Linked DNA regions of Ovis aries: region 2 is linked to region 1. Evidence: chromatin contacts called from public Hi-C data. All regions are on one chromosome and are shown on one strand. Each heading gives the region's core, a stretch centred on a gene start, on an enhancer-like site or on the middle of the called end of the contact. The rest is flanking DNA. Distances are from core to core; before and after follow the strand shown. Region 1 has its middle 74 kb from the start of CLIC6. Region 2 holds the start of RCAN1 (regulator of calcineurin 1).

Region 1 (6,398 bases), core at 2,476-4,975:
CTTTTGGGACATCGGTTGCAGCCCTGATGACATTCTTGGGTTCAAGCAGAAGGCAGTACCTGGGTGCTGGAGCCAGACAGACTTGGACTTAAATCCTGGCTCCATCACTTCACTCATTTATTCATTCATTCAACTCAGTCACTCCTTCCTTCAGTCATTCATTCATTCACTCGTTCAACAAGTGTTTTTTAAGATAATGTTTGAATTTTATTTTTATTATTGTCATTGGATTTATGCATTTTGATACATTTCTTAATTTAATTTTTTAAAATATAGTAATACATTCACATTGTTCAAAACCCAGAAAGTATTAAAAGGTATATAGTGAAAAGTCTTTCTCCAATCCTTGATAGTCAGTCCTCTCAAAAGTAACTATGATTTTTGGTAAACTTTCTGCTTCCGGAGTTTCTATATACATCTCTTTGCCCTTGACACACTAAAGTTGCATATTTGTTTACTGTTCTGTATCTTGATGTTTTCCCCACATAACGGTATAGCTTGGAGATGTTTCTATAATGGTACACAGGAAGGTCTCATTTTTTCCTGCTGTATAGTATTCCATTGCACACATACTATACTTTGTTTAACCAGCCCCTGTTGGTAGATATTTGGTTTGTTTCCTAATTTTTCCTGTTACACATGACTTTTCCATGAGTCAGTTCAGATGGGTGGCCGAGAATTCGTCTAGTCAAAGGGCATATTCATTTTAACACGTGTTTCTCAGGGCCTGCTGTGTTCTGAGCACTGTGCTGGTAGCAAGGCCCTCTGCAGGACCCCAGATGAGTCAGTCAACCTCCCCAGGCCCCCAGTCTGCCCAGTTGCAGAAGGAGGACAGTAATCCCACCCCCACAGTCTCCATGAGGTCATTGTGAGAGGTCACAGCCCTCGGTGAATGACAGACAGCAGCCTTCCTCCTGGTGCTCACAGGCCAGCAGGGAAGACACGTGATTTGTTTTTTAATTGTGTATGCTATGTAAATACAGCCTAAGGGCTTCATGGGTTTCACAGATGACTCAGTAGTAAAGAACTTGCCTTCCAGTGCAGGAGATATGGGTTCGATCCCTGGGTCAGGAAGATGCCCTGGAGAAGGAAATGACAACCCACTCAAGTATTGTTGCCTGGAGAATCCCACGGAGAGAGGAGCATGGTGGGCTACAGCCCATGTACTCGCAAAGAGCTGGACACAACTGAGCACATATACACACACACACATGCAAGGGCTTAGCAGATCCATAACAAACCACCTGTCCTTGGGCAAGATGTCCACCCAGACCTCTGCCGCTTCATCTATGAAGTGAGCAGGTTGAGCTGGATCAGCTCAGTGGGGTTGCTTCTGGCTCTTCCATTGGTGGAGTGCGGCCCCTTTGCCCCTTGCTACCCCAGAGGATTTCCCCAGCAGGAACTGGCTCAGCAACAGAATGTTCCCTAGTGTAACCGTGACTCTAGTTCTCTTCCATCCGGCTTTCCAGCCTCGCACCTGTAGGGGAGACAGAACCCTGCCTCTGCCTGTCCTAGGTTTTCAGCTGTGACTCTTTAAGAAAAAGATGGATCACAAGAGAAAAACAGTTATTAACGCATGCAGCATGCATCAGGGGGGAGAACCCTCAGCACAACAACGTGGAGACTTAGAACTTGGCTTGTACAGCCTCTTCAACAAAGAATAAATTGATAAGAGAAACGGTAGGAGGGAGGGAAGCCATTTCAGGCTTCCAGCTCGCTGCAGGGAAGTCAGTTCATAGGAGGAAGCTGATGGGCACGTTGGCACACTCCTCCATGAGATTCTGGAACGTCTCCATTAAGAGGGTCATTTATATCCTACCTTCAGGCAGGAAAGAGAGGGAAGATGGAGGTTTCCTGCATATGTGCTTTGTGACTGCCTTCAGCTCCAAATAACTTTTATGTTGAAGAGGCATACTTGGGGGGTGACATTCTGGCTTCCCCATCCTCACACTCCTGCCTTACCCTGCAGTGGTCCCTGGGAAGCCTGTCTGCCGGTTTATGGAAGAGAGAAGGTCAATTTCGGTCACTTAACGCTTGTGTCTGTAATTGGTCTTGGAAGTTTCATTGCTCCAAGAGGAACATGTGTCAGAGACACTCTACTTGACCCCACAGCCAATTCTGTCCAGTTGCCATTTGAGAGTTTGCCAGAGGTTTATCCTTACAAAGCCAGAACATTTGAGTGCATCTTTTCTTTTTTTTTTAAAGTTTGTCCATTACTAGGGGCTTTTACAGATCTCCTGATACTCATTTATTATTGACAGGGTGACTGTATGCTCCAGTTTGCCCATCTCGTCCCACGAAGGTAGTAGTCCCCTCTTTCATCTGAAGTTTGAGTGATCACTTATATACGTACTTAGTATTTATACAGTTCATGATAAACACCCTATTAGTGCTTACCGTTGGCCAAATATTTTATGTACATTGTTAGATTTCATCCTTCTTGTGCTTAGTTGCTCAGCTGTGTCTGACTCTTTGGAGCGCTATGCCCTGTAGCCTTCCAGGCTTCTCTGTTCGTGGGATTCTCCAGGCAAGAATGCTGGACCGGGTAGCCATCCCCTTCTCCAGGGGAATCTTCCCAACCCAACATTGCAGGCGAATTCTTTATTGTCTGAGCCACCAGGGAAGCCTACTCATCCTTCTTAACAACCTTCTGTGATAGATACTGTATTTGCCCATTTTATAGATGACAACGTCTTTCCGCTGCCTTTGCAAAGCTAATCAGCACATAGAATCCCGTGGCAACTGGGCATCAGATTCTGGGCGCAGCTACAGAACGATGGCAGACAGGACCTTGGGCTCAAGCCTTCTTCATTTCTGCAGGGAGGAATCAAGGCTCAGAGCGGTGCTGAGGTTTCCTGAGGGGGAACTCACTACATACTAGCAGAACTAGAATTTTCTCCCAGCCCACCAGTTACACTGCTTGTCTGATTTCCTGTGCAATGATGTCCTCCCCTGCCCCATCCCCCAGCCCTCGCTGAGCACGCAGAGCTGTTGTTTAGTCAGCTGAGTCGTGTCAGAATCTTTTGTGACCCCCTGGACTGTAGCCCGCCAGGCTCCTCTGTTCCATGGGATTTTCCAGGCACAAATACGGGAGTAGGTTGCCATCTCCTGCTCCAGGGGGCACCCAGGGCATGTGGATAGTGAGGTGGACATCCAGAGTCTTATTGGCAGGAACAAGAAGAACTGTCACCATGCTACCGTTAGGGGCCCCCAAAGAGCAAGGTATCTGTGGCCGGTCCTGGTGGAGGGGCAGAGGAGATGGTGTCCTGAGAGCTAGTCCCTGGGCTGTTTGAACACCAGCGCCCGCCACCAGGGGGAGGTCACTTCACATAAGTTCTGCCGTAGAGACTGGTGGTTGCCTTAGATTTTATTTCTGGCATTAAAGACAGAAAGTGCATTTTCAGAGGGGGAACTCCCTCCTTGTGCTGCAGAAGAAGCTATCATAATCATCGGTGTGTAATTGAAACTCGTGAGAGGAGAGACACCCCCTCACCCCCCCAGAAAGCTGGCCAAGGGAGGGGACCCTCGCTGCTGCTGGGCAATGGGACCCACTTTGGTTCCAACAGGGAACAAGGATGCTGTGCCTCAAGGAGTGACCCTCCTCTTCCAGCTGCCCCTAGTGAAGGCTGTGACATCTTCCACCCCCTGCTCTGATCTGTGTTTACTTGTTCAGATGGTGACTCAAACTATCAGGTGACTAAAACTATCGGCATAAAGAAATACAAAGAGAGCTCACTCAGAGGAAGCAGGCACTTCACTGCAGAGATAAGGGCAATTTTCTGAGCTGGCTTCTGCCATTAGGTTGCTACAGAGATTAGTTTTCAAAGGCAAAGCTCATGCTGCTGCATAGGTTGCCAGACCCCTGTGGTGACCCCTGTTCTCCGAGGAATTATCTGCTGCCCAGGCGACAGGGTAACAGCGTTGTTCTGGGCTGAAGTCAGGATTTGGGACAGTTCGGGTAGGTCTCAGCTCTGCTCACACAGCCACCTTTCCATCCTAAGGTGCAGATCTCAGACGGTGATGGAGAACCCTCAGGTCGGGGTGAGCTGACTCTTGTTGCTCAGGCGCTCAGTCGTGTCCGACTCTTTGTGACCCCATGGACTGTGGCACGCCATGCTTCCCTGTCTTTCACCATCTCTCAGAGTTTGCTCAGACTCACGTTCATTGAGTCTGTGATGCCATCCAACCACCTCATCCTCTATCACCTGGTTCTCCTGCCCTCAATCTTTCCCAGCATCAGGGTCTTTTCCAGTGAGTCGGTTCTTCCCGGCAGGTGGCCAGAGTATTGGAGTTTCAGTTTCAGCATCAATCCTTCCAGTGAGTATTCAGGGTTGATTTCCCTTTGGGTTGACTGGTTTGATCTCCTTGCTGTCCAAGGGACTCTCAAGAATCTTCTCCAGCACCACAGTTCGAAAGCATCAATTCTTCAGCACTCAGCCTTCTTTATGTTCCAGCTGACTATAAACTCCTAAAAACAGACCACTCACCAGCAAAACTCGCTGGCTTACAGTTCATGAACTGGCCAGGAAGACCTTGCAGACATCTGGCAACACCTCTCCCTCTCTGGAGTAGCCCCACTGTAGGTGTATCCTTCAGACTCAACCACGTGCTTGACCCTGACACAGCATTTCCAGAGCTGTCCTCATTTTTCACATCAACTCTGAATTTGTATATTTCTTCCCAGTGACTTATAAGTTTTCAGGGAACACTTGGACTCCAGTGTGTTCTGTTACTTGTTATTTCCTTGATATATCTTGGGAAATACCATCACCGAATGGTCAGATAGTCTATAACCTCCACATTCAGAGTATTCCCGTTACTTGGAACACATTTAAGATAATGACCTAGTTCTCACTACTGTGAACATGCCTGAGACGGTGGCATAGATGAGTTGGGTGGGCGTAGAGAGGTTATATGTTTGGGGGGTGACTTCCTGCATTTATTGGAGGGTAGCTGTGCAGAGGCCCAAATAGAGTCCAATGTGCTATATCCGCGGCTTGGAATGAAGCAGCAACAGCCAGCCTGTGGCTGAGATCGTGAGCACATTCTTTATCTTATATCGTAAAACAAGGGCTGGGTGGTCCTTTACCCTACTAGGATACGGCGAGAATGAAATACAGCAAGGCCATGTTTGTGATAATACTTGATAATACCCTGAAATTATCTGCTTAGTCTTTATCAAGGACTTTATTACTTACTTTATGATCAGAGGTTTTGTATTGAATCAGTTCAGTTCAGTTCAGTTCAGTTGCTCAGTCATGTCCAACTCTTTGCCACCCCATGGACTGCAGCACACCAGGCTTCCCTGTCCATCACCAATTCTCGGAGCTTACTCAAACTCACGTGCATGGAGTTGGTGATGCCAATGTATTGAATAGCCATTTCATTTTTATTTCATTTTCCTTTATTTTCCTCCTCTGTTTTCTCTCCTAGATAGCACAGGGACCACACTGGCAGGATTACTTACTTGCAGGCTTTTTCTTGCCTGTTTTTCACTTTATTTTAATGGCTTAGCTGAGAGTGAAAGTGTGCAAAAGAGAACGCAGGCATTACCCCAAGAACGCCCACCTTCTTTATGGATAAATGCCTACGTTCCTTTAGGGCTTCTCGGGTGAAGAATCCTCCTGCCAATGCAGGAGACACAGGTTCAGTCCCTGGGTCGGGAAGATCCCCTGGAGAAAGAAATGACAACCCACTCCAATATTCTTGCCCGGGAAGTCCCACGGACAGAAGAGCCTGCTGGGCTTCAGTCCATGGGGTCGCAAAAGAGTTGGGCATGACAACAACCGACTTTGGTATTATGTGTGTTAAAAAAAAAAAGCACAGTCAGACAGTTGAGCGACTGAGCACAGTACAGACATGTTACAGGAGCAGTAACATGCAGTAGTTACGAGGGTGGACTCCAGAGTCATGTCGGTCTGCACTGTGAGACCTTGGTCAAGGACGTTATCTTCCCTGTGCTTCAGTCCCTTTGTAAAATGGGGTAATAAAAGTACAAGATGAAAAGAGCGTATAAATACAGAGCTAAGAATAATACCTTCCAACTGTGAGCAGTTTTATTTCAGTGGTTACTAAAATGCAAAGACTGTTGTATCTGAGATTGCTCGCTGCGTAATCCTGTGCCCAGGACAGTGTCTGCCACCAGGTCTCCCACATTGCAGGGAGACGCTTTACCTTCTGAGCCACCAGGGAAGCCCCAATAAATATTTGTGCAGCAGTGAAAATAAAGCATTGACATTATAAGGAAAGCATTGCTCTCTTAAGTTCGTTAAATGTTAAGCCTTATTTTCCCAGGAGTAATTTTAGGCACCTCCAGATGCTGCCTACATTATCTTAGCCCAGTAGGTTCTGCTGGGCTTCCCAGGTGGCTCAGTGGTAAAAAATCTGCCTTCCATGCA
Region 2 (6,682 bases), core at 3,599-6,098, 100 kb after region 1:
CGAGTCCTGATCTCCCCAGCACAGTGAGCCCATCTGAACCTCAGGATCGTTATGGATGAGACAGGAGCTAGAAGCTCAGCGCATCAACCACTGATAGTGTTTTGGGCACCGTCCTGGGCTCTCTGCCTATGTCACGTGGTTCAGTGTTCACAGCCACTCGGAGTCTGACATGAACCTGGTTGACAAGGTGCGCACAAGAACGTCCCTTCGGTGAAGAACACCTCTTAAACTGGGGAGTGATCAAGACGAGTCAGCGGCCGCTGTTTTTTTCTTTCGTGCAATAACTTAGGTTGGGGGAACCATGCTTCACATCATAGTCGGAAGGACTGTGAATATTAAACAACAGTGAAGCTAGTCCCTTATCTCAGAAGCTGAAGACGCCACTAAAATGTGAGTTTCCTTGCCATTCAAGATAAACACTCTGATATCTTTGATCTCAGTTGAGTGTGTCATTTTCCCTCCCAGGAGATCTTTGCAAATGTCTGCATCCTCTGCTGTGCTCTGCTTTGCGAAACAGTCAGAACTCAGTTTCTCTCTCTGCTCATCCCATGGAAGGCTTCACAAGTGGCACATTCTTGGCGTGGTTGTGAACCCCTTGGGGTGTGTAACAGGTGTGATGAGGTCATTTTCTCAGCTTTAGGCGTGCTGTAATGGGAATGACGAATTTCAACATAAACCTCATTTTTTCCTCACTGAAAATAGAAACTTCTTAATGAAAATATGTTCTGACTGCTTGGAGCCAGAAATGCAGGTTGAAGAGCTTCATTTCAAATTTTGAACGGTATGAATGGAAGAAATGCAAACCATCTAAAGCATTCAGTGGACAAAAGCATTTCATTGTGCTTTTCTAACTTCTGGTTGCAGTTTTACTATTTTAAGTGCAATTTTTAGCGTGCTTTTCGAGAGTTTTAATGAGACGTTTCAGTGGGCACTGTTTTCTTCAAATCACTTACATCCAACTTGAAAACAAGAATTAAGAAGGTAGTTGAGTTTCCAACCACAAGAAATATACAAATACCATGTGTATTAGTCGCTCATGTCCCACGCTTTGCAACCCCATAGACTATATTCTCTGTCCATGGAACTGTCCGGGCAAGAATACTGGAGTGGGTTGCCATTCCCTTCTCCAGGGGATCTTCCCAACCCAAGAATCAAACCCAGGTCTCCTGTGTTGTAGGCAGATTCTTTATCATCTGAACCAACAGGGAGCTCATACAAATACCATAGGACGTTTAGAAATGCAAGTTTGTGTGTAACAGACATACAGTCCAAGATGGACATTCCTAACAAGAACTTTCAGGTGAACAAATGAAGTGCCAGCTGGGGCTTTGGAACATCACGAAGGGTCCATGCTCTATACCTCTCATACCATGGGACACTTGTGCTATTGGACCCTAGGTGGCTTCTCTCCTGGGCCAGGGCTCAGGGACACTTTGTGACCCAGTGATTTTTGCCAGCATCCAGTCTAGCCTCCCTACAATCAGCGCCACTTTGAGCCCCTTTCCCTGATCTAGAAATGGAAGCACTCAGGTTCCCTAAATATGATTCAGAAGGAAGTGAAAGTGTTAGTCATTTAGTCATGTCCAACTCTTTGCGACCTCATGGACTATATGCAGCCTGCCAGGCTCCTCTGTCCATGGGATTCTCCAGGCAAGAATCCTGGAGTGGGCAGCCATTCCTTTCTCCAGGGGATCTTCCCCACCCAGGGTTCAAACCTGGGTCTCGTGCATTGCAGGCAGATTCTTTCTTTACTGTCTGAAATTCAGATGGAGCTCACCATCAATTCAAAGGCAGGTACAGAATGGCATCTGTTGGGAGGCTTTAGGGACGGCCTAATGAAAAATCTATCACTTAGCACTGATTTCTTTGAGCAAAGACAGTTGAACCATCTTCAAATACCTCACGACAACTTTTTTTTTCCCATCCATATAATGAAACCATGGACTTCCCCCACTCCCTGCCCCCACAGCTCAGAGGGTAAGGAATTTTTCCCTGCAATGCAGGAGACACTGGAGATGTGGGTTCAATCCCAGGGTGGGGCAGATCCCTTGGAGGAGGGCACGGCAACCCACTCCAGTATTCTTGCCTGAAAAATCCCATTGACAAAGGAGCCTGGCGGGGCTACAGTTCAAAAGATTGCAAAGAGTCAGACACCCCTGAGCACACATGCCATGAAACCACAATTACAAATTTGAGTGAGTTCAGTGCTGTTGTCTCAGATGAACAGAAGCGTTCCAGGTTTGCCCACACAATTGAGCTGGAGCTTCATGTCATGACTTTTAATAGGAGGGGGAGGCGAGTGAGGAGGAGATGGAGAAATGAGCCTCTTCTGCCTCCTCTGATCCCCTCTTAGCTCTTGTTCCCTGAGGCAGACTCCAGGAGAGAGAGGCGAGGAGGGACAGGCGCGCTGGGTGGGTAGAGTGCGCCTCTGTGTCTTCTACCTCCTTGTCCCTTTCCCCGTTGCCTCCCTCCACCAAGGCCTCCCATACCAACACTGCCACCAAAGCCTGCACGTGCCCCCAGGGCCCCCTGCGGCCTCTGCGCTGAAAATGCAGCCAGCTCAAGTGCACAGCCCCTGGAACCAAGCCAGCGTGGCCCTGTCCTCTTGGTGTTTGATGCATCCCATAAAGAACCTGCCTGCTAATGCAGGAGACATAGGAGACACAGATTTGATCCCTGGGTTAGGAAGATTGGAGGAAGAGATGGCAACCCACTCCAGTCTTCTTGCCTGGAAAATCGCATGGACAGAGGAGCCTGGTGGGCTACAGTCCATGGGGTGGCAAAGAGTTGGACACAACTGAGCAGACACACATACACACACACACACACACACGTACATGATTTTACAGCATTCAAAACTTTTCTAGATCTTTTGCATTTAAATCTCCTGGGTTGGGAGTTACAGGTAATTTGGCAAAGCAAACACCATAACTGGTCTCTTACATAACCCTACAACTGGCAGCAGGGAACCACACACGGAGATAAAACAACCCTCACTCATCCAGGAAGACTTTGCATTTCCTTTTATGGAGGGATAAATACTCCAGTTTGCTCTTTCCCGTTGCATATATCCTTTTCATTATTGGCTGACTTTAATGAATCTTTGAAGTTAATTTTTACATGTGAACAGCAGGGTTCCACTTAACTTTTGGAAGCTTAAGAGGTGTCCATGTGTGCCTCTAAACTAAAGAATGTTTTTCATAAATAACGTGACTGCGTTTAGGTGATAATGAAATTGGAGAGGGTGGGAAGAACCTAGCACTCAGACCGCCATAGGGACCAAAACTGACACAGCACTTGGAAGTTCAAAGAGCTGCAGCATTTTAACGGGATTAAGGGGTTCCCTGGTGGCTCAGCAGTAAAGAATTGGCCTGTCAATGTACGAGACTCGGGTTTGGTCCCTGGGTCGGGAAGATTCCCCTGGAGAAACAAATGGCACCCCGCTCCAGTATTCTTCCCTGGGAAATCCCATGGACAGAAGAGCCTGGTGGGCTACAGTTCATGAGGTTGCAAAGAATTGGACACAACTTAGTGACTAAACAACAATAACATTTAAGAGAGATAAGCAAAAAGGACCTGCTGTATAGCACAGGGAACTATAGTCAATATCCTGCAATAACTGATATGAGAAAAATCTGAAGAATAGATACACATACACGTATAACTGAATCACTTTGCTATACACCTGAAACTTACACAACAGTGTAAATCAACTGTACTTAAATTTTAAAAAAATAGTAAAATGAAAATTTGGGGGGAAAAAGGAGTTGTAGCCTTTTCAAAGAACCGGTATCCTGCTATTCCAGTATGCTTCTTCTAGACCAGACCTCTTACCTGCAAAAAGGCCAACTGAACTAGCTTTTCAATTATACTATCCATTCTTTCTATTTCATCATCCTTTCCTATTTAAAACAAAACCGAAAACACTCAGTCTCTGAGTCTCCAAGCAGACAGCCTCTTAATGTTTTCTTTCTCAGCTTCAGAGGTTCAGATTACTCTAAAATGTTTTCGAATCTTTTTTCCGAATTCAGTAGGCGTTAGAAAATGATGAAAGAGCTGCCTATTCCTAGTTGTCCAATTACAAAGTTTTCCAACGAAAATCCTAGGATCACTTCCCACATTCTCACTATGAAATACAAGTGGGAATTAGGACATTCATCCAATAAAATTTCATCAGAAAAAACAAAAAAAGGTGGGGGGGACAGGGCACATTTCGAAATGAATTCTACTTTTTTTCTTTGAAAAACAGAGGTCATTGACCAAGACAGATTTCCAAATGTTTTCTCTAATATCCCAGTGTATGAAACTTTGATTTAAGTGTTCAGGAAATTACAGGGATCAAACCATTCCCCAAGACTTCAGTTTCCAGGTTTCTCCAAGCCTTGAAAGTTCCCCGCAGGCTAATTACTGTTTACTGCTGTAGCCCTTCCTGCTTCTGTCTGTAACATTTTCCATCCTAAGAAGGGTCGTCCCATTCAGCGGCGGAGCCTGGTGACTGAGTGGCTGAATGGAATTACTACCAGTGGAAACTATGCTGCAAGAGGGAGAGATAAAACAGCTGCAAAGCAAACCTCGGCCGTTTTTTCCATCCTCCCCAAGCGAAGTTAATTAGCATAGGGAAAATGACTAAGGTGTTGACGTCACCTCTTTCCAGTAGAAACTTACACTCTGTCCCTGTCCGCCTGCGAGTCAAGCAGGGCTTGACTCAGGAATTTGGTGTCCAAACAGGATGCCCTGGAAGCAGTGCTTTTTTTCCCCCGGAGTTGGGGCGGGGTGGGGGCGGGGGGAGCCGGACCTCGTTGCTTTATAAGCGCCGGCTCGAGAAAGAACCTAACAGCTTCGGGTAAAGGAACTCCATCCACTTGGGGCTTGACCGCGGGAGTCGCTGTAGCTCTCACTGTAAGAAAGCAAGATGCACTTTAGAAATTTTAACTACAGTTTTAGCTCCCTGATTGCCTGTGTGGCAAACAGTGAGATCTTCAGCGAAAGTGAAACCAGGGTAAGGCTTCTGATATAATGTAATTTTTTTAAAATTTGAGACAGCGATTTCAAAGCATGATGTTAATTGGTACTATTAGCTGAGATAGTTGGTGGGGATGTGTGGTTCTCGTTGTGGGTTTTGGGGTTTTTGAAATGCATCCAGAATGCTTTGAGCCTTCAGAATCAACAGGTGTTGCCTGAGGAATTAGCTCTGAAGGAATTTTTTAAAGCTCAGTATTTAAAACTGTCTCTGTCCCTTGGCCAGTTAGTAAGCAGGGTTCAGCATGGTGTTCGTTTCATTCTTTGTAGATTGTAAGTAAACTTTTGGAGGGAGGACTTTCTGACAGTGCACAGAATGTTTCACTTTGACATCTCGAGTTCAGGATACTTTGATTTTATCTTAGGAAATCACTATTGTAGAGATATTTGAATGTTTGAAGTAATTATAAGGACCTGTCTTCAACTTTCTAGGTTTTTCCAGGTGGAGAAAGTGCACCCATAGCAAATAATAAATAGATAGATAAGTTAAACATTGTACCTCCTGGAAAGCAGCTGTATAACTAGTGATTTTAACTACTATGCTTTACTTCTTCATTTGATTAAAATGCCAAGATTTCCATCAGTAGCTATGAAGCTATCTAACTGATCTCTAAAACAAGACTGTATAGCAATGAATTCTGTGTTTTCTCTTTAGGGGGCAGTGATCATGTTATATCCTTATACCTAAAGCCATACTGAGACTTGGGACGTTTTCTTTCTTTTTTTCTTAAATCAAATTTAACTCCCTAATCATGTAGTCTGCTTACAAGCCAGAATCGTGGTTTTTTACCTAGATATTAGAGCATGGTCTTTGTGTACGTGCATGCTTGTTAATTCACTTCAGTCTTGTCCAACTCTTTGCAACCCCATGGACTGTATGTAGCCTACCAGGCTCCTCTGTCCATGGGATTCTCCAGGCAACAATACTGGAGTGAGTTGCCATGCCCTCCTCCAGGGGAACTTCCCGACCCAGGGATCGAACCCAGGTCTCTTAAGTCTCCTGCACTGGCAGGTGGGTTCTTTATCACTAGCGGCACCTGGGAAGCCCAATCTATGTGTAAACTTACTACAAAGTCTATGTACCTAATATTAGCCTTATGTGAGTAAAATCACTGTTTACTCATTTCAGTAGAGAAGCCACCCAACAACTGTAATAACAAATGAGATTATTTTATAAAAGAACGGTAGGAGAACAATACGAAATTAACAAGGTAGTGTGGGTTCTCTTGCACTCTGGTCTTCAGCCCTGACTTGCCGTCTAAAAATATCCATCAAACTCATCTCTCTTAAGTTATGAATCATAACTCCAAACAGTTGGTCACAGTGCCTACGGATGAGGTCGTGTGAAATTCCAAATCCGCACAGACACCCTCACGCCCCGGACTCACCCGTGCTCCACAGAGGGGCGGAGACCAACCGAGTCACCGCGCGGCCAGATGAACTCGAAGCTTGAGCATCTGCTGCGCCTTCACTCTACTTCTGTTTCTCCGCGTCACCTCTCCTGGGAAAGTCACAGACTTTTCCATCAACTAACAAAACCCAAGGAACTGGAAGAGAGAAACTCTGTGAGCTCTTCCCATGTCTCCTGGTGGAGACGCCAGCCAGGAGGAAAGGCAGGCCCTGCCCCGTGGAGCCCTGCCCGATGGAGCAGAAACTGACCAAC

What was found. A called contact is a pair of places that touch in the nucleus more often than the background predicts.
Region 2: a contact with region 1 is called in a Hi-C map of liver, with 4 times the contacts expected there. The contact joins the promoter of RCAN1 here to the enhancer-like site in region 1. A contact is called at or near these places in 5 of 16 Hi-C or Micro-C datasets (hypothalamus, liver, muscle and 2 more).

Annotation. Positions count from the first base shown.
Region 1 is chr1:121,516,861-121,523,258 of ARS-UI_Ramb_v3.0, forward strand. It overlaps a transcript of RCAN1 not described here. Among named protein-coding and RNA genes, the nearest start is that of CLIC6, 74 kb to the left of the region's middle. Within about 2 kb of position 3,726, at least 13 of the 54 cell types and tissues checked have an H3K27ac peak or open chromatin away from gene starts, as enhancers often do. A contact at or near this core is called in liver, where this site is marked.
Region 2 is chr1:121,616,772-121,623,453 of ARS-UI_Ramb_v3.0, forward strand. It overlaps RCAN1 (regulator of calcineurin 1), which reads left to right and starts at 4,849. Exons shown (of 4, transcript NM_001009274.1): 1 at 4,849-4,999. The coding sequence starts at 4,913.